Regions from separate parts of the Sus scrofa genome. Here all the other regions are linked to region 3. A link is a contact called in public HiChIP or PLAC-seq data. All regions are on one chromosome and are shown on one strand. Each heading gives the region's core, a stretch centred on a gene start, on an enhancer-like site or on the middle of the called end of the contact. The rest is flanking DNA. Distances are from core to core; before and after follow the strand shown.

Region 1 (4,885 bases), core at 111-2,610, 180 kb before region 3:
GCTTAGGTGGGAGGTCTTCAGCTGATATGCTACCAAAGACTGCTCTGGGAGTAAGGGGAGCCAGCAGCAAGATCCTGTAGGATGTACCACAGAAGGTGGGAGAGCACTGGGCTGCAAAGAATGCAGATGGATAGTCCAGCTCAGGAAATTACTCAGTCGGCAGGTTTCCCTTGTAGACCTACCTTCCTACCCAAGAACTGATTCAGCAGCCACCATGTAAATGCCTGCATCCCAGAGGCACCAACATCAGTCTTGGATTAGCCAGAGAAACAGTAGCAACCAGAAACAAAAATGGACACAGAGGCCAGTGATATTATGAATAAAATGTTTAAGCATTGCTTAAGATGAAGGAGTCATCTATTATCTATCAGTCAGAAAGATATTAATGCACACATCTCTAAGCTTCTTTCTAAGAAATGTTGTTCTTAAAGTTCTTCAAGATTTAGATCATTGTTCCTCCATCTGTGTCAGCTAGAAAAACTAAATGATAATTCACATAGTTGGCTTTAAGTGTATTTGTTGCATTCTAATGATTTGAAATTTGAAAATCAAACTACGTGATTTACTATTACTCAGAGTGTCTGAGTAAACAAAATACTGTTTTCTTTCACAACAGTTCTCATACTCTGGCAAACATGCACTTGGCTGTTGGCTTGAGTGGCTAATGTTGTTCAGTACCCCTGCTAATGCCAGAGGCTTGTATTTCCCCCTCAACTACAGTTTGGCTCAGAGCTAAGTCCTCTCTGGGCATTTCCCTGAGTTGGAGGGAGCCACTAAAACTAAAATGCTCTCTCACAGGGTGCATCTGCATCCAGCAGCTGACTGGCACAGAGTGGAAGACTTGGCCCTCTTTGGAGCCTCAATTCAAGATAGTCTGAAGGGCAATCAGCTCCAGAACTCCCCATGAGATTGCCTGAGGCCTTCGTTGCCCCTGAACGTCACCCCAGTTTCTCTGGCTCTCTGCTCTACCTGGCACTCTGACCCCCAGAGCACATTCCAAAAAGCCCCTTTCATGCAACTCTCTGTCTCAGAGTCTGTGTGCTGGGGAATTTGACCTAAGACAAATGACTATATTTAGGAAGTAAGCAACAAATTAGTGATCAATATAAGAGTAATAATTGTGGCTATTAAAAATTAATATTATATAAATTCTAAAATGTAAGCTCATTTCCATCTTTTACCTCAGTTCCATTAATGTAAGAATTAATTCTTTGATCTAAGTTAGGAGGGTAGCAGAGAAATCAATTTAACAAACAAATCTTCTTAAGCTCTCTATGACCAACTCCCAACTTGGGGAAAATTAAGTCCAGTGACTATTAGACTAAATACTATCACAAACTAGCAAATACAGGAAATGCCCCACCACCCCATCTCCTTCTTCTCTCCCAGTATTTCCTCATCTGTGTCTGTTAAGCAAGTGATGATTCATCAGAACCCAGAAGTGGAAAGGCATTGCTACTAACTTTCAAAAGACATAAAAACTATTCCTTCTATTACACAACAAGATAGAAATTCTTATTTATTTTGTTTAATTTGAAAAGCCTTTCTTTAGAGTATTTTGTCTACTTTATTATACAGCCAATGGATATTACTGAAAAATGTGATTCTGTTATAGTGTTCTGGCTTGTATAACTATAAAGAAGTTTTCTGAAATGGCATCCAGGCCTGCTTTCCCTTGTAAACATCACTGGTGAGGGAGCATTCTAAAGTGTGATTTGGAGCTGGCTGGATATATTTTTAGAAAACCTAATTGAGGAAGTTTTTAGGTTGGATTCCCCCTAAAAGCAGACCCTGAGACAATGATTTCAGTCCAAATGGTTTATTTGCGGAGTGAAGCCGTGGTAGGAGAGTGGGGAAGGAAGGAAACCAGCAGAGGACATATTAATGAACAGATAAGTACTCAATAAAAATGGAGCTCAATCCTCCTACAGAGAACACACTTCAAAGTTGTCCCACCTAAGATATAAAGAGGCTGGAGTATTTATCTACCAACTCCTGACTGGTTGATTAAGGGATGCTTACAGGGTGGTTCACTACCCAGATCTTCCAGCTTTCCCTATACACATATGGACCAAGCTTGCTGCTCCTGCCAGAGAAAGCTCTTAGGCAGAGAGTTGCATGCATTTACATTAAGAAACTGTCTTACTAGAAGGGCATTGAGGGAATAAGAGTGGGATATCAACAGCACCCGCTAAAGTTATGCAATACTTTGCCTGAAAGCCTTTGAAAATAAATAGGCCTCTGACAAGACTAAAATCTATCCCTTTTGGGAGATAATAGAAGTGATTGTTAGACTTAATTGTAATTCTAATACTCTAGGCATCTAGAAAAATTAAATGCTATTGATAAATAAAAGCAAGCTGAATATATTTTTGATAAAATTTCACAAATAATTTTATCAAAAATATATTCAACATTATTTATGAAAAGTGTGCTATGAAGAAGTAATACTGTTAAATATCCATACAACCCAAAACCGTCTCTAGATTCTATGCAATCCCTGTGAAAATTCCAATGACATTTTTATAGACATTAAAAAATAATCCTAGAGTTTATTTGAAAACACAAAAGATGTTGAATCACCAAAGCAATCTTGAGAAAGAAGAACAAAGAGGGTATCATACTTCCGGATGTCAAACTATACTTCAAAGCTACAGCAATTAAAATAGTATAGTATTGGTACAAAATTAGACACACAGAACAAGAATAGAGAACCCAGAAATAAATCCGTGCATATATATTCAACTAATATTTGACAAGAGAACCAAGATTACTCGCTGGAGAAAAGAGAGTCTCCTTAATAAATGGTGCTTGGAAAATTGGGCAGTCACAAGCAAAATAATGAAATTAGATCCTTATCTTTCACTACCCACAAAAATTAAATAAAAATGGATTAAATACTTAAACATAAGATGTAAAACCATAAACTTCCTAGAAGAAAACAGGAATTCTTAACACTGATCTTGGCAATGAGTTTTTAAATAAAACATTTATAGCACAAGCAACAAAAGCAAAAATAATGTGGGACTACATCAAACTGAAAGTCTTTTGCACAGAAAAATAATCAAAAAAATGAAGAAGCAACCCATGGAGTGGGAGAAAATATTTGCAAACCACATATCTGATAAGGGGTTAATATTCAAATTATATAAAGAACTCACACAACTAAATAGCAAAAAACAAATAACCTAATTTAAAAATGGGCAAAGGAGCTGATTAGTTTTTCTTCCAAAGATTATATTTAAATGGATAACAATACATGAAGAGGTGTGCAACATCACTGATCATCAAGGAAATGCAAATCAAAACCACAATGAGATATCACTTTTTATGTGTAAAATTAGCTACTGTCAGAAAGACAAGAAACAAGAAATGCCAGTGAGGATATGGGGAAAAGGGAAGTCTGTACACTATTGGATGGAATATAAATTGGTGCAGCCACTATGAAAAACAGCATGAGGATTCCTCAAGAAATTAAAAATAGAACTGCCATTATGATCCAGAAGTGAGTATATATCTGAAGGAAATTAAATCAGTCTCAAGTACTTCTATGTTCATTGCAGCATTATTTACAATAGATAAGACATGGACACAACCTGAGTGACATCAACAGATGAATGAACAAAGAAAATATACACACACGCAACTAGAATATTATTCAGCCATAAAAAAGAAAGAAATGCTGCCATTAGTGACAGCATGGATGAAACAAGGTGTGCTAGATGTAATAAGTTAGACATGGAAAGACAAATGCTGTATCATCCCTCTGAAAAAACCAAACTCAGAGAAACAGAGAACAGACTGGTGGTTGTCAGATGCAGGGCATGGGAAGTGGGGAAATGGATGAAGGTGGTCAAATGGTACAAACTTTCTGTTATGAGTTCAATAATTATGGGGATGTAATGAATAACATGGTAATATAGTTACCAATACTGTACTGTATATTCGATAATTGCTAAGAGAGATAATTGGTAACTATAGTTACCAATACTGTACTGTATATTTGATAATTTCTCATCATGAGAAAAAAAAACTTCTAACTATGTGAAGAAATGGATGTTAACTAACATTATTGTGGTGATCACTTTTAAATATATATATATATATATCAAATCATGTAAATCATACATATGTAAGTTTGTACATCTTAAACTTATATAATGTTGTAGGTCAATTATATCTCAATAAAGTTGGAAAAAATTATCGCAAACTATGAATATTCACAAAAACATGTACTCAAAATTTAAGATAGGAAACGTTCATTTCTTAACATGTTATGATAAAACTAGCTAGGGTCTAGTCCATGATAATTTAATATCTTTAATTGTAAGCTTAATATAAATGTGAATTGATTTTTCCATTGATTTTATAATTCAGCCTTAGAAATCAGTTTTAGTAACATAGCTAGGATTTTCCTCGTAACATGGATACATTTTTCTTTTCTTGTCTCAAGTAGAAAAGTGCAAATTTTCCTAACTTTATAAGTGACAGCATGAGGTTGACCCCAAGGAGGGGCATGTGCTGTCCTTAACTCTCTGTGGTGCTGTCCTCAAAATCAAGATAAATACAGAGGGTCAGAGACTGAGAAGCTGGGAATTAGGCAGGGTAAGGCTGGAAGTCTATGATTGGCACATACTTGCCTGGCACCCAAGTAACCAGCAGACCAAATGCCACCTCAGGAGAGAATCTTTGTGTTATCATACGGCCACCCCTCCAGCTGACTCAGAAAACAAGTCTGCTGGTCCCACAACATGTCGGCATCACAGTTTGTAAAGCACTTCTATTTAGATGGTGTCTAGCAGCTAACAAAGTTCTTTTACACACACTGACTTATCTCATCCTTTAGATATGCGGAGTACAAATGATGAGATCCCTTTTACTGGAG
Region 2 (4,735 bases), core at 1,329-3,828, 130 kb before region 3:
GTGTGGTACACAAGAAGTACCTAAAGTACTAAGCTTTTCACAAAGGATAGCACAAAGTTTAACCATCATCCATCAAGTGTGAAGAAATCTCTCCAGTAGAGATCAAGAGAATACCTACTTTCTAATACAAACATTACTTTCCATTTAAAAAACTGCATTTTTAGGAGGTATTCACTAAAGGGAAATTGCTGGCCCTAGAGGCAAAGATGTGATAAGATAATGATTTCTACTCTGTCGTTTCAGCCAAATGGTAAATAAGTCACAAATGAAATAACTTTGGCACTATTAATTCTCAAAAGCAGATTTAGGCAGAGACTTCAATAAGCCTGAAATCAGCACTTAATTTTTCATTTTCTCTTTTCTGGAAGCCTTCAATGGAACAGTTTCAATTCTAAATTTAAGATACGTAGCCAAAAAATTGATTGAAAAAACATGGTGCATGAAAAGATGTTTAGGTAGATTTAAAAAAAAAAATCTGAATATGAACACTGCTTAGAAGGAAAATGAATTTTACACCATCCTTCTTTATCCTTTTAATAGAAAAAGACTCATTTCTTTAGACTTTGAAACAACTTGGTACCTAAAAATACACACTTTTAGTGTTCAGTAGATATTTTGAGAGGTATTGACCAAAGCTTAGAAGTTAAGAACTACATTTCAAATAGAAATAGTTTGCATAGTTTCAATATTCTCTTTTTGTTCCCCATTTCTCTCAGTGATATTGGATTTTAAAGTTATGCTGCTTTCTGTCTTTATAGTCTCAGATATAGATGATTTTTATCTTTAAATTTTGAAATTCAAAGAAATAATATTGCAAGCGATATGTGTTTTCTAATTTATACTTATTTTCTAAGATTTCAGGTAACCTCTTCCTATTTGAGTGATCAAATTATTCATCTGGTATTTCTCAAAATGAAATTAATATTTTAGGTTCAAAATAGATTCATGACATAAATATGATAAATTTTCTAGTAAATAATTCTTTCACAGCCACAAGATCTTAAGGTGCCATAAGTGAAAAAGCATTTGTCTTTCAATTCATTATTTTGCCTGTTAAACAGACTACTGACCAGAACTGAAACCAGGTAGAGAGGAATCAGATGTCCAACTGGATATGTGAGTGTTGTTAAAAGATAAGTTTTAACTACTCTAACCTAATCTGAACACTTGTGAACCAGGTTTGTTAAAGTTAGAGCAAGGTTGAACTAATTTATGTTGGACTGAACAATTTTCACCAATTTTCTCTTGGTTTTAGCCTTGTCCAATGTTTGCCTGTTAAAGGAGACATATTTGGTCTGTGAGAGTGGTGAGCAGGTATGGGAATATACAGATAATACCAAAAAAAAAAAAAATGGGGAGGAGGACTATATCCATTATTGCTTGTAAAGAGACTATGTGAAATGCAAGAGATTATCAGAATTCTGGAACCGAAAGTCAAGTCAGGAAACATGCAATGGATACTTACAGAGAAAGGACCAGATGAATCTGAAAATGGGGAATCCAAGAGGTAGAATAAAATTCAAACAGGGAGGTTGGGTTGATAAACATTGACCATCCAAAGGATATTATTCTAGGAGCAGCCAAATTGGGGGGTGGAGGTACATGTCTAGGCTTTTAAAGAACATGAAACTAAACATTATCCTTGAATGGAGGGTGGGCAAAAATGTACAGATGCTTACCTGGCAAAAAGTGGGTTAAAGTGTGCTTTTCACATGAACTCCTCTGTTCAGCACCCCTCTTGTTCCCACAGGTGCTATGTCTCTACAGCCCTGGGAGCCCAAGGGGCTGGCCTAAACCTTCTGGTTTCCTCTTAGTCTCTGTGGCAGGCTTTAGGGCTGCAGCAACATAAAAGAGTCCTTTTGGGCAGAGCAAATAATTCAGCAGGACAATAGTAAGATCAGGCAACATAAATCAGGCCCAGGTACCTATTCTTAACATCGTGGTAGGGCTGGGCTACACAAATGAGACAAAAAGAGATGAATATACCTCATCTTCTGAACCAATGGCTTCTCCCTCAATGTGGGGGTGCCAGCAACATGTTGGATACTAGAGATTGTGTGAATCTTTTTGAAGTACTGGACACAATCCAGGTTCATTGAACAAAGCAGGGAAGTTATAGGAGATATCTATAATTCCAGAGGAAAGGTCTGTTGTGCTTCAGGACATAGGAAAATGTGTAAGTATGAGTTTTGCAAACTCTTCCAAGTGTTTCCTCTGAAATAAAGATATGATCAGGAGCCCAGGGTTCTAAATAATAACTTTGAGGATGCTGTACAGCTAAATGCTTCCTGTAGGAGGTATGATGTTTTGTCTGAGATCAATAATGTTCTACAAATGGGGTACACTGGACCTCTTTGGTCAGTCACCACCATGATGGTAATAAGGTCAAGAACTTGTGTGGGAAGGGAATTAAAAATAAATTCTAACAGTACCATCCCTCAAAGTGCTTGGGACTCAGGAATATGAGTGGTTTTTCAAGCATGCCTTTCAGAAGCAGCTGAAATCCATGTTAAGCTGGTTCAGCAAAGTGAATTATGACACAGGAAGTGTGCTAATGACCCTGATGGTGCAAGTGACCTTTCCCTTCAGGCTCTTTTAAGGTGGCCCTGGAGCTCTGTCAGGCAATGTAGTCACAGAGTCCGTATGGTAGCATCACTATCACTGTTGTTTACCCAGCTCCCAAAAGGTCTACCAATACCTAGGCTTGCTTTAGAACTGAGACTTCAAAACCAGGTTAAATAGCTAGGACTATTTTGAGATAAGCTCATCCTACAATTGAAATGTTGAACTTAAATATTAACTTTAGCTAGTCCCTCAAATGCAATCCTAGGTTGGTTGTTGTTCTTGTTCTTGAACGGGTAGCTTCTCTTTAAGAGGTTTTTGTAGATGATATTGCTGAAATTTTACCTCCAGGGAAGTATTCACTAATTCAGAAATGAATGAATTGGAGACAACAGTCAATGCATAATTCTCTAAATGGCTTCACTGCTGGCCTTCTATGGAGAAAAAGTTTTTATCAAACATTCCCAGATTTCAAGATCTTTCTAAACCACAATTATTCTTAAGTGTCACTTTCAGTATAATGTTTACGACCTGTTGCCCATTTATAGGAAGTACACCCATGTGGTACCATTTATGCATGACATGTAGGTTTACTACAATAGATGTAGCCAAATGGGACTCAAGTCAAGGTGAAATTTTATTCAAGGACATTTGCTTAAATCAAATCATTTTGCTTATGACAGAATCATTGTATGTTGATCAAATAAAATGATCCCAAGCTACTCCAAGTAAAAAAAACTTGTTCATTGTTCCTATCTCAGTGATATCCATTCCATTTTAGAAAAGTTTGTTTTTACTTGTCTAGAGAACTGAAATGAAACTGCCGACTTCCAGCCTTGGCATAATTGTTTTGTTTTGTTTTGTTTTGTTTGAGACCCAAACCAGTCTGTTCCACTTCCATTATACAGGAGATAATGAGAGGAAAATCAAAATTTTTAAGAACTACCTATTTGTGAAATGAAGTAAACATTATAATTTTGTAACATGAATTGGAACTGACACAGATGTAATTTAAACCAGCTTTACAAATTGAGAGGAGCTAATAGATAAAATTAATTTCTCTTTTGAAAATGAGAGTAAGGGCTAAGTGTAAATTTTAGGGGCTTTTACTAAGTTTAAGTTTCATTTTGTTCTCTCTCTTCGCCCAAAGAAACCAGTTTTTTGCATACTGCAAATATTTGAGTATGTGTTCAAATAAAGATTGCATCAGTCATATGTTTGGGGAGCTATCGGGGTCAGCTTCGCCTGACTGGAAGTGAAGGGTGGGGTCATGATAGGAAAAATACAAGGAGTGAGCTTCATGGCCAAAACCTCAAGGCTCTGCTCTCCTGAAATCATCCAACTGGGAGCCTCAAAGCCCCAAAATCCCCACCAATACACTTCTAGTCTGGGAAGAAAAACTGACCATGAAGTCAAAGAACTGTTCACAACAGCCACAGACCAAAGGGTCCCAGTTAATCTTTTTTTTTTTTTTTTTTTTTTTTTTTTTTGTCTTTTTGTCTTTTGTCTTTTGTTGTTGTTGTTGTTGCTATTTCTTGGGCCGCTCCCCCAGCATATGGAGGTGCCCAGGCTAGGGGTTGAATCGGAGATGTAGCCACCGGCCTACGCCAGAGCCACAGCAACGCGGGATCCGAGCCGCGTCTGCAACCTACACCACAGCTCACAGCAACGCCAGATCGTTAACCCACTGAGCAAGGGCAGGGACCGAACCCGCAACCTCATGGTTCCTAGTCAGATTCGTTAACCACTGCGCCACGACGGGAACTCCCCAGTTAATCTTTGAATTCTGTCTTTACTTATGATTCTAACCATTTTTTATATTCTCTAAATTAATTCATATATTCTATTTTACAACTTTATTTGGTTTGGTCCTCCAGCTAATAGTATTTGTTTTTCAACTCTAAATTTTATTTTCTTTAATCTTTTAATTTCTAGTTTTTATTGTTTCATCTCTAACTTTTTAGGATATGTTACCAATTATGGGCTTTTATTTTTCTACTTTAAATAAAAAAAGTATATATTTTATGACACTTTATCTCACTGTTCTATTGTATTGTCTTGGATATTTTATTATATGCTTTAAAAATATAAATCTTTTTTTCTTTTAAATGTTGCCCAACATTTATAAATGACAAGCAGAAATACTGACTAACAGGGGCATCTGGGTCTAGGG
Region 3 (4,620 bases), core at 1,133-3,632:
ATCCTTCAGTGGTTGTAATCTTTTTGATGGCCGAAGATCTTTCCTTGTTGATGGCTGCCAACTATTGATTAGGCTGGTGGTTGCTGAAGGTTGGGGTGGCTGTGGAATTTCTTCAAATAAGACAACAATGAAGTTTGCTTCATAAAATGATGCTTCCTTTCACAATTTCTCTGTGGCATCCAATGTTTGATAGCATTTTCCTCACAGTAGAACTTCTTTCAAAGTTGGAGTCAGTTCTCTCAAACACTGTTGCTGTTGTTTATCAGCTGTTTATGAAAATATTCTAAATGTTCTGTGTTGTCATTTCAACAATAGATTAAGTTTGTCATCTTCTTTATTTTTTTATTTTTTGTCTTTTTAGGGCTGCACCCACAGCATATGTAAATTCCCAGGCTAGAGATTGAAACAGAGCTGCAGCTGCTGGCCTACACCACAGCAAGAGCAACTCAGGATCCAAGCCACATCTGCGAACTATACCACAGCTCACAGCAATGCCAGATCCTTAACCCACTGAGTGAGGCCAGAGATCAAACCCACATCCTCATGAATACCAGTCAGGATGGTTAATCACCAAGTCATGACAGGAACTCCCAAGTTTGCCATCTTTTAAGAGCATGCTCCAAGCCACCATAAAACAGTAACAACCGTAGTATCACAGATCACTGACCACAGATCACCATAACAAGTAAAATTATAGTGAAAATGCTTGAAATATCACAAACATTACCAAATGTGACACAGAGACACAAAGTGTGAAAATGCTCTTGGGAAAATGGCATCAATGAACTTATCACAGAATTGCCACAAACATTTAATTTGTAAATATTACAATATCTGTAATGCACAATAAATCGAAGCACCATAAAATGAGGTTGACCTGTATCACAGATCTCTCTAATAAAATATCCTCAGTTTTATCTGTAGAATCAAAACCAGCTTTATCTTAACTAGACTTTGTGATTCTCTTTGCCAACAAAACAGTGTGACAAGCACCCTCAAGATGAACAGATATCCAAAAAGAAATTAAACAGCTTTAAAAGACTTCAGATAGCTTATCTCAGTCCTCAGGCTCCGTGATATCTCATAGCATTCAGTGTTGTCAGCCACATCTCCTCCTTCATAACATTTTTATCTCCTAAGTCTTCTGGACACATCCACTTGAATACAGCATCAGTTAAAACCCATAATTTCAGTAGCCAACTTTTCCTCCCCCAGAAGTTGGTTCTTCCACCCTACCTTCTTGACTTTCAGTGTGTGTGAGTGTATTCACCCAGCAGGTTGCCTACTGTGAAAAATCTGTCCCTGGGAGAAGTTGGGCATCATGAAAGAGAGGTTTCAGCAAGGAGTGACCCACAGCACCTTCCCGCCGCCAAGGGATCAAGCGGTCTCAAATCTTCTCCATCCTCTCCCTTCAGCTTAATCCAAAACTGGCCCAGAGAATTACATTTCTAGCGCCCAGTCTCCTTTCTTGGTGATTTGTTACTGTCCTGAAGACTTAAGTTTCTTGAAGCCAAGAATAATTAAACTTGGTAATTCCAATTATAGTGAGGAAAAATCTCCAATGTAATTAACCCAGAGTTTTAATAATGCTATACATAATTATTCTAATAATGTTATCCACAGTCATAAGCAAATTAGAGTTTCAAAACACCATTTTTACCTCATTCTATATTATACATAGCTATAGATGATATTATAATATGTACACCTACTTATATGCAATTACTCATTAATCAAAGATTTATTGAGCAACCTTTATGCTCAAGTTGCTTAGAAAAAAGTGACTACTGTGCTAAGTGCTTTACCTCAATATTTTTATTTAGTCCCTCACAATAATACTGTAGGCAGGTACTATTACAGATGAGCAAAGACAGGCTCTAGAGGTGCTGAGTGCCTTATCAAAGCCCATAAGAGGGCAAAGGGTTCAAACCCAAGTGTTTCAAACCTGGAATGCAAGCTGTGAACTAGCACCGTTTCTTGTATCCAAAATGCTACAGGAGCAAAGAGACAAGGAGAACACTGTGGGTGGGGGAGGAAGCAGGGTTCTTCTTAACCCACAGCCAGGAGTAGGTTTACACAGAAAAGGGAAGCTGACTGAGTCCCGAGAGCCTCAGGAATAAGAGGAAGGAGGGAGCAGGCAGCAGGGACCCTGCAAAGTCAGAGCCAGGCCCTAGGCATGACTCTATGTCTCAGCTCAAGCAGCTCAATCGGGGCAGTGGGCATGTGAGGACACCCATGCCACCCTCCACAGCTCTGTTAGGTTCGTCAATGGCTTAGACATTCTTTATCTGGGTCGTCATTTCCATTTCTCACTACACTATGAGTCAGTGCTTCCCAACACGGCTCTTTTGAAAAGGCAGTGCACGTCACACCCATCTTACACTGGTCAGCAGTGATGCTGAATTGAGGAACAACTAAGGACAGTTATGCAACCAAAACTTCCAGTTCTCTGGGACTGATAGCTGCGTTATGAAACTGATCTTAGAGGAAAAAAAAAAATAGGCATTATGAGAATATTCAAAAGGGCATGATGAATACCTGGTAACGTGTGTACTTTTTAAAAATTGGAGTAGAGTTGACTCACAATGTTGCGTTAATTTCAGGTGTACAGCAAAGTGAATCAGTTATACATATATCCATTCTTTTTCAGAGTCTTTTCCTGTAAAGGTTATTATAGAATATTGAGTAGAATTCCCTGTGCTACACAGTAGATCCTTGTCAGTTATCTATTTTACACATAGTAGTGTATATATGTTAATCCCAAACTCCTAATTTGTACTTCTTATAAACACTTTTTGCTAACATACTAGATCTTATAAAATGTGCCCCAAGTTCTTTGTCAATTAGTCTTTCATAGAATTTTTTTAAGGCCTACCATGCACCTGGCACTGCTCTGGGCACTAGGGATATAGCTTTGAACACAGCACACACACACACACACACACACACACACACACACACACACACACACACACACACACACACACAGTATCTGACTTCAGAAAGCTTACGTACATACAAATACACCTGGAGAGAAGCACAAGGTTTACCTTGATAAGGACCTAGTCCTCGCAACTAGTTACTCAGAGTGGTAAAGAGGGGGAAAAAAAATGCCATTTCAGTTATCAAAGAGTTTCAAAATGAGTTGGTAATTGGATGAAATTATTTTCAAGTTTTCATATTGTTTTTTTACAAAAATAATAGTTTTCTGTTTAAATGAGGTCAAGCAATATAAAAAGTCACATAGAAAGAAGGCAATAAATCAACCATATCCTGCTTCCCAGATTAGCCTATACTATCTTTACTGAACACAATCCAGACACTTCTGGTAGCTTTAGAGACAGGCAGAGAGAAAAAGAAAATGTTGTATTATTAGGATCACACTCGATGTGTAATTTTTTAAATATTTTCTTTAAAAATTATACTTGAATTAAAAGAAAAAAAAGGAGTTCCCTTCGTGGCTTAGTGGTTAATGAACCTGACTAGAATCCATGAGGATACAGGTTCGATCCCTGGCCTTGCTCAGTGGGTTAAGGATCTGGCATTGCCATGAGCTGTGGTGTGGGTCACAGACACAGCCTGGATGCCATGTTGCTGTGGCTGTGGTGTATGCTGGCAGCTGTATCTCCCTTCAATCCCTAGCCTGGAAACTTCCATATGCCACAACTGTGGCCCTAAAAAGCAAAAAATAAAAAATAAAAATAAAATAAGAAACAGAAATTGGAGAAAAACTGAATGGAATTGTTGAACTTTGAATAAACATTCTCAACAAACAGTAACACAGAGATTCACCAAAGGGAGAACTAGAAATCCCAATGCAGAGGGAGGGGTGGGGTGGGGGCAGGGGAAGGGCAGGCAAGGACACAAGTCCATTTGCAAAGTAACCTCAGTTCTCAGGACCAGCACAGGCTTGAGTTGGATTCCAATACTTTCAAATCTGGATTTTTCTGTAAAACTTGACCCAGAAACATAGGATATTGTGTGAAACATGTTTTTTTTTTTTAAAGACCTATTATAAGAGTCTAAAAAAGCATATTAAAAAACTGCTGCCCCTTGCCTTACACTTCTAACTCATCTCAATATCCAAACCAAGTGCTTTTATTGCTTTTTGTTTTTCAAGTATTTATCTCTGTGTTTCTAAAAACTGTGCTTATGATGGTATTAGATTTATCAATTTTAAGTATAATATATTCAGTTCTTATTTTGAAAGATAACTACTATCCTTACCTCCTTCCACCTCTGTTATTTTTCTTTAAATTACTGTGAGTGTATAAACTGCTGCTAAACCAAGTGGTGAATACATTAAAGAAGGTGAGTCCTTCCTTAATGTACCACTTTTATTTTTCTAGAAAGTAACATTTCTCCAATTTTTATTATTTATTTAGCTTCATTTCTATGTCACTGTAGCTATACCCTCACTTTCAAACAGCCTCTCAAAATAATCCTCCACACGGTCAAATATATCAGCTAGTCTACTGATCCCATTTTTTCCACCTGGAGATTTCCACCCTAAAGCCCTCATTTTGCTACAATGTACAGTTTTTTTGTAGACATGTTTCCTAAAGCCTCCATGATATTCTTGTGATGTAAGGAAAGGAAGAATGATACGTTAAGAATTAT

Evidence for each region. HiChIP or PLAC-seq counts read pairs in DNA pulled down with a chosen protein or histone mark.
Region 1: a contact with region 3 is called in an H3K27ac HiChIP or PLAC-seq map of alveolar macrophages. The contact joins two enhancer-like sites. A contact is called at or near these places in 1 of 47 Hi-C or Micro-C datasets (embryonic fibroblasts) and 1 of 2 datasets of contacts at active chromatin or transcription factors (alveolar macrophages).
Region 2: an H3K27ac HiChIP or PLAC-seq map of alveolar macrophages shows a contact between it and region 3. The contact joins two enhancer-like sites. A contact is called at or near these places in 1 of 47 Hi-C or Micro-C datasets (embryonic fibroblasts) and 1 of 2 datasets of contacts at active chromatin or transcription factors (alveolar macrophages).

The regions. Positions count from the first base shown.
Region 1 is chr9:86,656,526-86,661,410 of Sscrofa11.1, forward strand. All of the region lies in intron 4 of LOC110255481 (a long non-coding RNA gene), which reads right to left. Among named protein-coding and RNA genes, the nearest start is that of AHR, 150 kb to the left of the region's middle. Within about 2 kb of position 1,361, at least 13 of the 83 cell types and tissues checked have an H3K27ac peak or open chromatin away from gene starts, as enhancers often do. A contact at or near this core is called in alveolar macrophages and embryonic fibroblasts, where this site is marked.
Region 2 is chr9:86,705,278-86,710,012 of Sscrofa11.1, forward strand. All of the region lies in intron 2 of LOC110255481 (a long non-coding RNA gene), which reads right to left. Among named protein-coding and RNA genes, the nearest start is that of AHR, 200 kb to the left of the region's middle. Within about 2 kb of position 2,579, at least 7 of the 83 cell types and tissues checked have an H3K27ac peak or open chromatin away from gene starts, as enhancers often do. A contact at or near this core is called in alveolar macrophages, where this site is marked.
Region 3 is chr9:86,836,504-86,841,123 of Sscrofa11.1, forward strand. The region is part of intron 1 of LOC110255481 (a long non-coding RNA gene); the gene reads right to left. Among named protein-coding and RNA genes, the nearest start is that of SNX13, 250 kb to the right of the region's middle. Within about 2 kb of position 2,383, at least 18 of the 83 cell types and tissues checked have an H3K27ac peak or open chromatin away from gene starts, as enhancers often do. A contact at or near this core is called in alveolar macrophages and embryonic fibroblasts, where this site is marked.